Linked DNA regions of Lactuca sativa: region 2 is linked to region 1. A link is a contact called in public Hi-C data. All regions are on one chromosome and are shown on one strand. Each heading gives the region's core, a stretch centred on a gene start, on an enhancer-like site or on the middle of the called end of the contact. The rest is flanking DNA. Distances are from core to core; before and after follow the strand shown. Region 1 holds the start of LOC111890773. Region 2 holds the start of LOC111890722 (transcription factor PIF3).

Region 1 (5,602 bases), core at 2,832-5,331:
TTCATGCGCTTTAATATCACTCTGATCTTTATAAATGTATTTGTAATAAACAGTTTTCTCCATAACAGAGTTATAACTGGGAAGATTTACTTAAATAAAAATGAAAATTTTTTATTGTGAAAATTGGGACGTTCCATCTTTCATTCTCCATCTGTTTAAATAAATAAAAAATAATGAAAACCATCTCTCTCTCTCTCTCTCTCTCTCTCTCTCTCTTCACTATATACCCACATGTATAGTTTTTTCTTCATCTTCTTCATATATCTTCTACATATTTCTTTATCCTCATGTTTTGATGTATCAAATCTCAAATCTCCACACCAATTTCCTCCTTAAATTATCAAACATATCATTAACCCGGAACATTGATTTTCGCAAACATACTTCTGGACAGTTAAATCTGTCGGAGCATACAACATTAGGAAAAACGCAATAAACCATTTGATTATTCTTCCAATCCAATTTCACCATAATGAAATCAATAATTTCGACATCTTACCAATGAAAAATCAAAACAAAAACATCTAGATAATTAATCAATTGAAATTCATAACCTACCTTAAACACCAACATTGAGCATTTGCTTCTTCTGAGAAATTCATTGAAATAATCCCACATGAAGAACAACCAATAAGAATGGCCCAGAAAGTTAATTCTCAAAACAGTTTCAATTGGAGATACTCAAATCGATTGTTTAGATGATTCAACCTATAATAATCCATCTAATATAACATTCAATTTATGTGTAAAATCTGGAAAAGACTCAAGAACACCAAGAATGAGAAAAATCCTAAAATCATATTAAAAATGAACATATTCAATCCAAAAGAAGAAATTGATTGATGATACCGGAGCCCAGATACCTACAAAGGCTACAATCGATTATCAATTTAGGAGCGAGGGGATGCTATTTTCTTTTGTTACCACACGCAAATACAAATTAGGGAGGTGCAGATTGTAGTGAAGGATGTGTGGGAATGGATTTGTTTTATATATATATATATATATATATATATATATATATATATATATATATAGAGAGAGAGAGAGAGAGAGAGAGCTTGTGATACCATTCTAATGCTTTTGGATCTTTTGTTACCCTTCATCCTCCGCCGGTAAACAACCTGCCCACCAAATTCCATCATAATGCTTGCTTCTTGTATGCCATCTTCGCCGCTAGGCATAAGCTCTACATACCCATTGAGGGAGCTTGAATGACCATTCTATAAAGATTTTGACCCGGATCACGATTTGAATTTCTTCTGGGTCTTTTCGTAGCTTTCGATGTTCTTTCTGGAACTTGAATATGTGATACTTGTCTCCCCAATGAAGATGATTTGGGGTTTTATTTCTTTTGGTGTTTGGGGTTTTAGTATTTAAAATCTCTCCAATTTTCGCTAATCCTACTGCAACAACATGAGGATAAAGAAATATGTAGAGGAAATATGAGGAAGATGAAGAAAAAAGTGTACATGTGGGTATACGGTAGAGAGAGAGAGAGAGTTTTATTAATTTTTAATTATTTAAATAGATAAAGAATAAAAAAATAAAAATATATATACATAAGGGTATTATAGTAATTCCAATTTTCAGAAGGACTAAAACCACATAGACACTAATACAAAAGGACCATGAAACCAAAAAAGTTGAGGTTTGGACTAAACCGCAGAAAAATGCATACAATGGGAACATTTTTTGCAAATTTGTATAAATTTTTTAACGGGAAACTTTATAAATACCCTCAAATTGTTTTGTGTACCCCTATCTACCTGTAATGTAGTTTGCGTAAAATACATATAGTAGCGCTCTTTGTTAAAACCATTATCAACAAAATATTTCAAAAATACTATTATTATTTTCTAAAATACTTTGAAGAAGATGAAATTAGGGGTCAGCAAAAACAGAACCGCAAACCGAAAAAACCAAAACCGAAAAACCGAAACCAAAATGAAAACCGATGGTGCGGTTTTTAGTTTTGCAAAAACCAAAAATGTTCGGTGCGGTGCGGTTTCTAGTCTTGCAAAAACTGCAGAAAACCGAACCGCATCGAATATATATATATATATATATATATATATATATATATATATATATATATATATATATATATATTAAGTGTTAATATTTGTAAGAATAAAGAACCCATGACAATTAAAATTTCTATAAATATAAATATCTATATTATCAGAGGATGACTGTATATTTTTAAACATACATATAATGATATTTATAAAAACAAATAACGTTTATTATACTTTTTAACATTTTAATATTAAGAGAACTAGTGATGATAATATAATTTTTATAAATACATTAATTGATATTATTGCATGTACCTATGAAACAAATATTATATTTAATTTGTATTATATTCAAGCATTAAAAGCTTGTTGGATGAGTGATTATGTTATTTGATTTCAATCCAAGAGGTAGTGGTTTCTGTACATCTCCAAGATATCATTTGGGTTTTAATTTTGTCAGTCTTATAAGAGCATCCCTCTTCGCATTTGAGATAAAACTTTCACTATTCTCACATTTCATATAATAGAGTCAAGTCTATGACTTTTAACACACATCTTTGAGGAGTCGCACATTATTGGGGATGAAAAATTTGGCGCTCCTCGTCTCTACGTAAAATTTCTCAAAAAATAATTGACACTTCTCATCCGAGTCAAAGTAACCCATTGAGTTACCTGAGTTTTAGTAAAAAGACAAAACAAAAAACAAATAAAAAAATTGACAAAAAACCGTAAAGAAAAAACCGAACCGCAAAAAACCAAACGGTGCGGTTTCTAAACTTCAAAAAACCGAGGGAATATGACTTATGAAGGTAACTAACTTTTTGGAAGTGTTCACATCTGGGTAACTATATTTTTTTTGTACATATTTAGGTAACAAACTTGTTGGAAGTGTTCACATATAACCATTATGACCTGCTATAGCAGGTTAAATCCTAAATATAAACGCTTTCAACAAGTTCGTTACCTAGATGTGTACAAAAAAAAATAGTTACCTAAATATGAACAAAACGAAAAGTAAAAATTAAATTGCACGAATGGTCCCTGTGGTTTGGGAGAATTTGTATTTTTGGTCCCTAACTTATTTTTTTTAACTTGGATGGTCTCTACTGTTTATTTTTGTTGCGCGTTTGGTTCCTGTCTTACCTAAAAAGACTATTGTGCCCTTATTAATTTATTGGTTCGCTAGAGTTGAAATACCAAAAAAAGAAGGATGGTGAAGACGTCGATGTTACTAAAGATGGAAAAGAAATAGAAGTTTGGGAGGATGAGAGATGAGATGGTGACCGGTAAGACTCAAATTAAATTTCTCAAATGTGGTTTCAGGATTACGGTGAGGAGATACAGATATGTGGGGTATATTAATTTTTGTAAATATATAAAAAATAAATATATAAATAAGAAAATTAATTAAAAACAATTAATAAGGTCAAAATAGTCTTTTTAGGTAAGACATGAACCAAACGTGTAACAAAAATAAACAGTAGGGACCATCCGAGTTAAAAAAAATAAATTACTTAAAAAATAAACAGTAGGGTGGTCTATTAATTTTTTTAAATATACAAAAAATAAATACATAAATAAGAAAATTAATTAAAAAATAAATTAATAAGGCACAATAGTCTCATTAGGTAAGACAGGAACCAAACACGCAACAAAAATAAACAGTATGGACCATCCAAGTTAAAAAAAATAAGTTAAGGACCAAAAACACAAATTCCCCTAAACCACAGGGACCATTCGTGTAATTTAATTTTTACTTTTCGTTTTGTTCATATTTGAGTAACTATTTTTTTTTGTACACATCTAGGTAACGAACTTGTTGAAACTGTTCACATTTAGGATTTAACCTGCTATAGCAGGTCATAATGGTTATATGTGAACACTTCCAACAAGTTTGTTACCTAAATTTGTACAAAAAAAAGATAGTTACCCAGATGTGAACATACCGAAAAGTTAATTACCTTCGTAAGTCATATTTCCAAAAACCGAAGTTGAGGTTTTCAGTTTAATTTTATCCAAAAACCGCACCGAACTTCGTTACTGTTTGTTAGTCAAAGTAAAAAAAAAAAACCCGTCCCCCTCCTTCTCCGATTATCTTGTAACGTAAACCCTAAAAATCTCATTTCTTTGGGTTCATGATTGATCAGGAAATCATGATGAAAGCTAACAATCCCACAACAAACACCGTCTGCGGCCACTGCGGTTTCCTAGATCGGAAAATCCTGCACCACGTCCGTCGCGGAGGTAACTTTCGCCGTCTCTGCACCACTTGTGTCCTCCGTCTCCACTCCCAGTATTTCTGCCCCACCTGTTTCATTGTTTACGACCGTTCACCCCCCGAACACGCTGTCGTTTGCAACAAATGCTACTCTTCCGCCCACCCTACCTGCGTCTCCCCTCCCATTTCCGCACCTACTCCCTCTTCACGTGCCCCTTCCCCTTCCCCCTCCCCTTGCGCCACTTGCTTAAACCCTAGCCGACTTGTTTTCGATCCCAAAAGAACCGATGGAAATGGGGGGATGGATAATGATGCTGCGAGACTGCTGGTAACTGCTGCGGAGATATCATCTTTGTCAATGAGTAAAGCAGAGGTGGTGGCAGTTGCAGAAGCCGAGAGGAGAGCGAAGGAAGCTTCGTACACGAGGAAGAGAGCCAGGGAGGCTCTTGATCATGTTGTGTACCTAATGGAAAACGAAAAGAAGAAAAACATCAATGGTAACAAAGTTGTGTCGATGCCTATGATGGATGTTCGAATTAACAACAACAACAACAACAACAACAACAACAACAACAAACTAGTTGCTGCAAATCAGGTGTCTGAAGCTTTCAAGTCTGTGGTATTAAAAGAGAATGCTGATGGAATCGCCTTGTCTGAAGTGCAGAATAAGATGAGGGCAGTGTATAATCGTAATGAAGATTTAGGGCAAAAGAATGATTCAATATTAGTAGTAGATCAAGAACAATTACCCAAGAATAATCATGCTATACAGGAGAATATTGGTTTGCAACCTTAGCATTGGCTTCTGGTAAAGTAGCTTGAGCATAATGGTTTCTGTGATAATATTTTTGTAGTTGATCTTCATCTTACATTGTAGCTTCTTGATTTAACAGGTGGTTTCTGTATTTGGTGCAAGGTGAGATCTTTCTTATGGTTCAGTAACTCATTTTGATAAATGGTATATTCTCTCTGAAAATTTAATCCCCCAAAGTGTTTGTTTTATCCAAAGTTAGAGATGATGGTTTTTTTATTTACTTGTAAATCTGGCTTTTGCATGCAGTGAATTGAATCTTTTTTCCAAGATTGTATGTTTATACCACAACATTCTTATTTTAGTATTATGCATTGTCAAAGTGAGCTATGTGCAACATCTCTTTCTGATCAAAGGTTGGAGTGTTTGTTGCTAGTGTTCTTTATACCTCCAGTTGAAGTTCTGCTTTTTAAAAGCCCAAATTAGAGTTTTCTAGAAACATACTTCAATCTTTTTACTAATATAGACAATGTATTGTGTTTTTACCCTTAATGGAAATGTAGTTACATTTTTTTACTCATAATAGTATCACACTTGTTTTTTAATAGCAGG
Region 2 (5,330 bases), core at 1,713-4,212, 220 kb before region 1:
CTTGTGTAGTTGGCGGGAATGGAAACATATGTGGGTGTCCTTGAGGTCCACCATTCATCTCCATTCCCATTCCCATCCCCATTCCCATTCCCATCCCGTAACTCATTCCCATTCCGATTCCCATGGGGGAGAAATGAGGATGCATATGTTGCATTCCGGTTGGGAACATCATTGGCGGCATGCATAATCCGGTTCCCATCGACATAATCTGTGATGGTTGTGGAATATGAATCCCGAGAGTATAAATATAAATACCGTAACATTTAAAATAATTCAAAAAGAAAATTAAAAAAATAAATGAAAGGTAGAAACATTTTACCTGTACTTGAATTTGAAGTGTCTTTAAATACTCAATTGCCTCATCAAGCATTGATGCTTTATCCACCTTTTAATTCAAAAATCAGACATGTCAATTTGGAAATACTACCAACGTAAATCTTTGTGTGTGCAAATGGAAGGAAAATGTAAATGAGGGTGAGTTTGTAAAAAATAATTAGGCTCAATGGGGAAAGCCTAATTTCTCTGAATTTCTCTATTAAGTCGTTTTTTTGCATTAAGTAAAAAATATAGTGGTTGACCAATAAAGATTCCATAAAAATTCAAATTGTAACGCATATAAACAAAAAGGGATTCATAAGAAGAGTAGATTAAAATTAAATGATGCACCTTGTTGCAATTTGGTATGAGTTCTTGTAGTGCACGCATCTTTTCATTTATCCTATCCCTTCGCCTCTGTTTCAATATCATAAACGAGAAATTACGTGCATTTTAACATGAAATTTATCAAGAAAAAAAAAATCACTAATACTTGATGTCATGTCACGTATGCATTGTACTAGGACTACAAAATGAGGAAAATCACATTTTTTTTGCAAAAAGACGTAAATGCCCTCAACATCGAAAGATATTTTGCTCACCCTTTCTGATAAATTATGAACTTCAGCAGCTCGGCTTCTCTTGGAACCCGAACCTCCTCTAGAAGTAGCAGCTGTTTTAGTGCCCAAAGACTCTTCTTCAGCGTCCTAATCAAAACACTTAATACAATCAGACAATCAAACAATTACAAAACATATTTTTTTTTAAATTAATTAATTTGACATACTTGACTTTGGCACTCAAAATCTTCGGTATCATGAGACTTTCTCTTACAGTTTTTTGTCAAATCATTAGAAGCTCTCTCAGCACTATTCCCGGAGCAAACAGAAGAAGAAGCACCAACAGGCTCATTACTCTTTTCCGTTTCTACCCCTGCTTTACCCACATTTGCATCAACAACCATATTAGAAGACTTTTCAACACAACGTGGCTCTTCAATTGGTTTCAAACCCACTTTGCCAGAATCCAAACCGGGTCGACCCGGAAACCCGTTTTCCTTTTGTGGTCCGTGATTCAGAAGGTTAGCTTTAGCCATTGCAGCTGGTCTTGAAAAATGAGAAAAATTCAACAAGGTAGATGACGAATATGGAAGTAGTGAATCTTGTTTTTGCACCATTTTTTCAAGATTTTGGGGTTTATTTCTACAATTACTGCTACCTATATCTGTAACTACTGATCTAATAGATGGATCCAGAATATGGCTGCTTCTTGAAACGTTATGTAGATGGGAATCTTTATTACTATGGTTATAACTACTTCTTTTGTCAAGTACATTGAGGGTATTATGGTCATTTCCTGTGACACCAGATATCTCGGGTAACAGATCAGAACAATAATCATCGAGGGGATAATTCAACCAAGGTACCATATCATCGTCTGGATGTAATCCCATTTCTGACATAGGTACATCTAAAAGACCCTCTTTTTCTTGAACTTTTGGTGTATGAAAAAGAAAATTACTTGAAACTGGTGTCTTTCTAGCTTTACTAGTTTGACCCTGCATCATAATCTGACCTTTTTCCCATACCAATTCAACAAATTCGTCATTCGGGCTGCAATTATCATAACCCATGAAGATCGATTAATGTTAATATCATGAAAAGGAAACTCGAATTAAGGTAAAAACTTACATATATGAAATATCGGTTGGTTTTTGTTGAGGAGATTCATTCGTTTCATTATCAGATCTATAGAACTCTGAAAGTGGCATGTTTGGATCGAAATACCACCACAATGATTCTCTCAAAATTCATTCACAGACTTCAAAACCTGTAATAAGAGCTTCAACCCACTTGATGAAACAAACACCTGCAATTATCATGACATCAGATAGGGGAATTTTATTTTTTTATGTATATTTTTACTGACATATATATATAATTTATTTTATCTAATATGGACATGTCTGTATTGACAATTCTATATATTTTCCTTTTTCAAGAGTAAAGTCTTAATCTGACAAAATGGTATTGTAGCCGCAATTAATGTACTCTTAATTAATACTATTAGTCAAACTTATTCTTTAATGGTGCCCTAAAAGATAAAGCAAACCTGAAACTCAATCTGATTAAGCTTATTCTAATTGCAAAAGTACAAACACACACATACTCTAATCATCAGTCAAACATAAGTAAACAAACCCACAAACGATTATCCAGATTCTAATTTCAACGATGAACTATTAAATTAATTAAAGCAATTAACTACCCGCAACTGATTATCCAAATCGACAAACAAAACCATAATTAAAGAATAAAGAAACCCACCTCTGTAAAACAAAATTCAAGTAAAAAAACTCCAAATTAGGATCAATTGATTCAGTAAGTCATTTCTGATTTGATCGTGCCTTCAAGTTTCCCAGTTTACGGAGGCTGCTAATAGAAATGGGCGTTAGTTGAAGTATTGATCTTGAAGAAACAGTTGTTTAATCTCCAGCTCGGACTGGGTGTCAATTTCTCGAAAATGGTAAAAGCATATGGAGAAAAGGGAAATGGGTAATAGATTAATAGTAGAAGACGGCGAAAGGCTTGCACGATATGGAGGTAACCAAGAGAAGAATCACTTTAAATTGCAACACAACTGCTGCCTCCCTTCCAAAATTGTACACTTGTAAAATTTACAATTATTTGACATAACACATTATCTAATTTCATTTTAATTTATTTGATTCAATAATATTTTGCATTATTTGGATAGGTTTTATTTATTTTTTAAAATTATTACGGGTTGAAAATCTACTGCTATGATAAAAATAATACAAACTAGTTGATATAATATAAAATAATAAACAATATAAAAATTAGGTTTTTTTATAATTAAATAAGGATATATTTGGAGAAATTTAAGAAAAAATCAATAAGCTTGTTGATATAACTTTTTAAAAAGCTTATTTATAAGTTATTTTTTGAATTGTCATTTAAAAAAAAAAGCTTAAAAATAAATTATGGGGTCAAACTGGTAATTAATGCTCCTCATGTTGAAGTTTGAACTGTCTAACATCAAATTGTTAAAAGAGTCGTTGTGCCGACTAATACATCCAAGTAGACAAAGGATATGGAAACTTTGGTCCAATGCTATAAGTCATCAATGGCCAAAAGGGGCATTGTCATTTATGACTTAGTAACCGTTTGCATTGTCATTTGAAGAACTTAATATATATATTTTTTTATATATATAAACCCCCTTATCAAAGAAATTAGAGCACGATAACAAAAAAAGTAATAAAAAAATAAAATAATGTTCAAATTTAAACATGGACATCGCTAGTGTGTTTTTTTCATGTTAATATGATAATTTTACATATAAATATATGATATAAAATTTGTTGATTTGTTCATATGATAACTACAATTTACCCATCCGTTTAAGAAGATTTCATTGGCCTTAAAAACACATCAAATCCCATTAGGATACCTTTCTAATTAAGAGAACTATATTATTTCTAGAATCTAGATATGTTAATCCACTTTTGGTTCTTAAAAACACATAATCCCATAAGGATACCTTCCCAATTAAGTAAGAGAACTATATTATTTCTACATAGTCACAATTACAATTTCTTACCCTATAAATTATAATAGGGTCCTATTTTGAAGTGTTAAATACCATGAAGAAAAGATCTATGATTAAATCCCTAGAATACTTAAAATAGTGATAATACTCTATGATTTACTTTCACATAATATGTCTTAATAATATGTCTTAGGACGTGTCAGATTTAAAGTTCTCTATGGCACAATTTACCGTTTGACAATTAGATTTTCTTTCCATCATGTCTTCACATCACATCATTTACCGTGGCATTGTATTTTGATAACATTGTGAAAATAGTCGATATGTTATTATTTAAGCTCAACAAGTGCCTAAACATACTTATTACATTAATCCATGCAATTCTAGTAACATTCTATTCTCTTTTATTTTAGGATTTAAAATTTAAATTTTTATTTTTTGATAAAATACCTACTAAAGTATGGTACCTTCAACTTTTGCCAAATTGATAACAAACCCCACATAAGCGCGCTTCTAAGCTGCCCAAAATCCTTCCAACATACTTTCATGACAAAAATGCAAAAATGGTCCCTGTGGTTTGTCATTTTTTGTGGATATGGTCCAAACCTTTTGAAAATTGGATTTTTGGTCCTTATTGAGAGGTTTGTGTGTGGAACAGGTCCCTGGAGTTAACCGCCGTTTGTTTTTGGATGTTAAACCCCACATGTGCATTATACACGAGGGCATAAATGTCTTTTTACTCAAGAGGAAACAATGGCATAAATAATTCTGCACATCACAATTAAAAAGATTACATTAACAGTTTCTTCAACCCAACACTCAACCACAAATTAACAATGATAAAATCCACAATCCAAACAACCAACTACAATTGAACCCTTACAGTAAAAATTGATTGATTCTTTGTGTCTGTTTGCATCTTCATTTCCCAGCCAAGAACAAATTGGTTCTCGTTCTCGTGTATACCTGCAACAAAACAAGAAGGAACTTCATGGAATCCACATTTCCCTCACGACCACACAGCAACCCCAACACCACCGGTCGTCTCCCACAACTCCACCACCATCTTCCTTCCATTATTGTGACCGGAAAAGAAAGAGAAGAAACAACTAGATTAAACTTGTAACAACCCTCCTAGCCCACCCTCGGCCTCCCTCGCTGTCACAGAACACCACAAGACCGACGAGATCCCTCGCTACTTCCATTCTTCTTTTTCTCTTTGGTCCAGCTAAGCACCACCGGTAGTGGCGGTTTTGTGATGAAACATCGAGGATCTACCCCTCCTCGTCCTGCTGAAAAACATCGCCCCAAAACACCCCTAATACCGTCGTTCTCCCTCCCTCTTTCCTCTTTATTTGCAGTCGAAGAACCTCCACCTGAGGCAAGTGGAGGTTTGTCAGCGATCAGGAGGGCGATGACCCTCTTAAGTTTCTCGATGCTCC

The links. Hi-C and Micro-C count contacts between places; a contact is called where the count stands out from the background.
Region 2: a Hi-C map of leaf shows a contact between it and region 1, with 8 times the contacts expected there. The contact joins the promoter of LOC111890722 here to the promoter of LOC111890773 in region 1. A contact is called at or near these places in 4 of 4 Hi-C or Micro-C datasets (bud, leaf and seed).

Annotation. Positions count from the first base shown.
Region 1 is chr5:308,972,897-308,978,498 of Lsat_Salinas_v11, reverse strand. LOC111890773 reads left to right here and starts at 4,081. Exons shown (of 3, transcript XR_006183275.1): 1 at 4,081-5,047; 2 at 5,133-5,197.
Region 2 is chr5:309,193,338-309,198,667 of Lsat_Salinas_v11, reverse strand. LOC111890722 (transcription factor PIF3) reads right to left here and starts at 2,962. Exons shown (of 9, transcript XM_023886804.3): 1 at 2,643-2,962; 2 at 2,007-2,184; 3 at 1,103-1,928; 4 at 918-1,022; 5 at 667-732; 6 at 320-385; 7 at 1-208. The coding sequence starts at 2,086.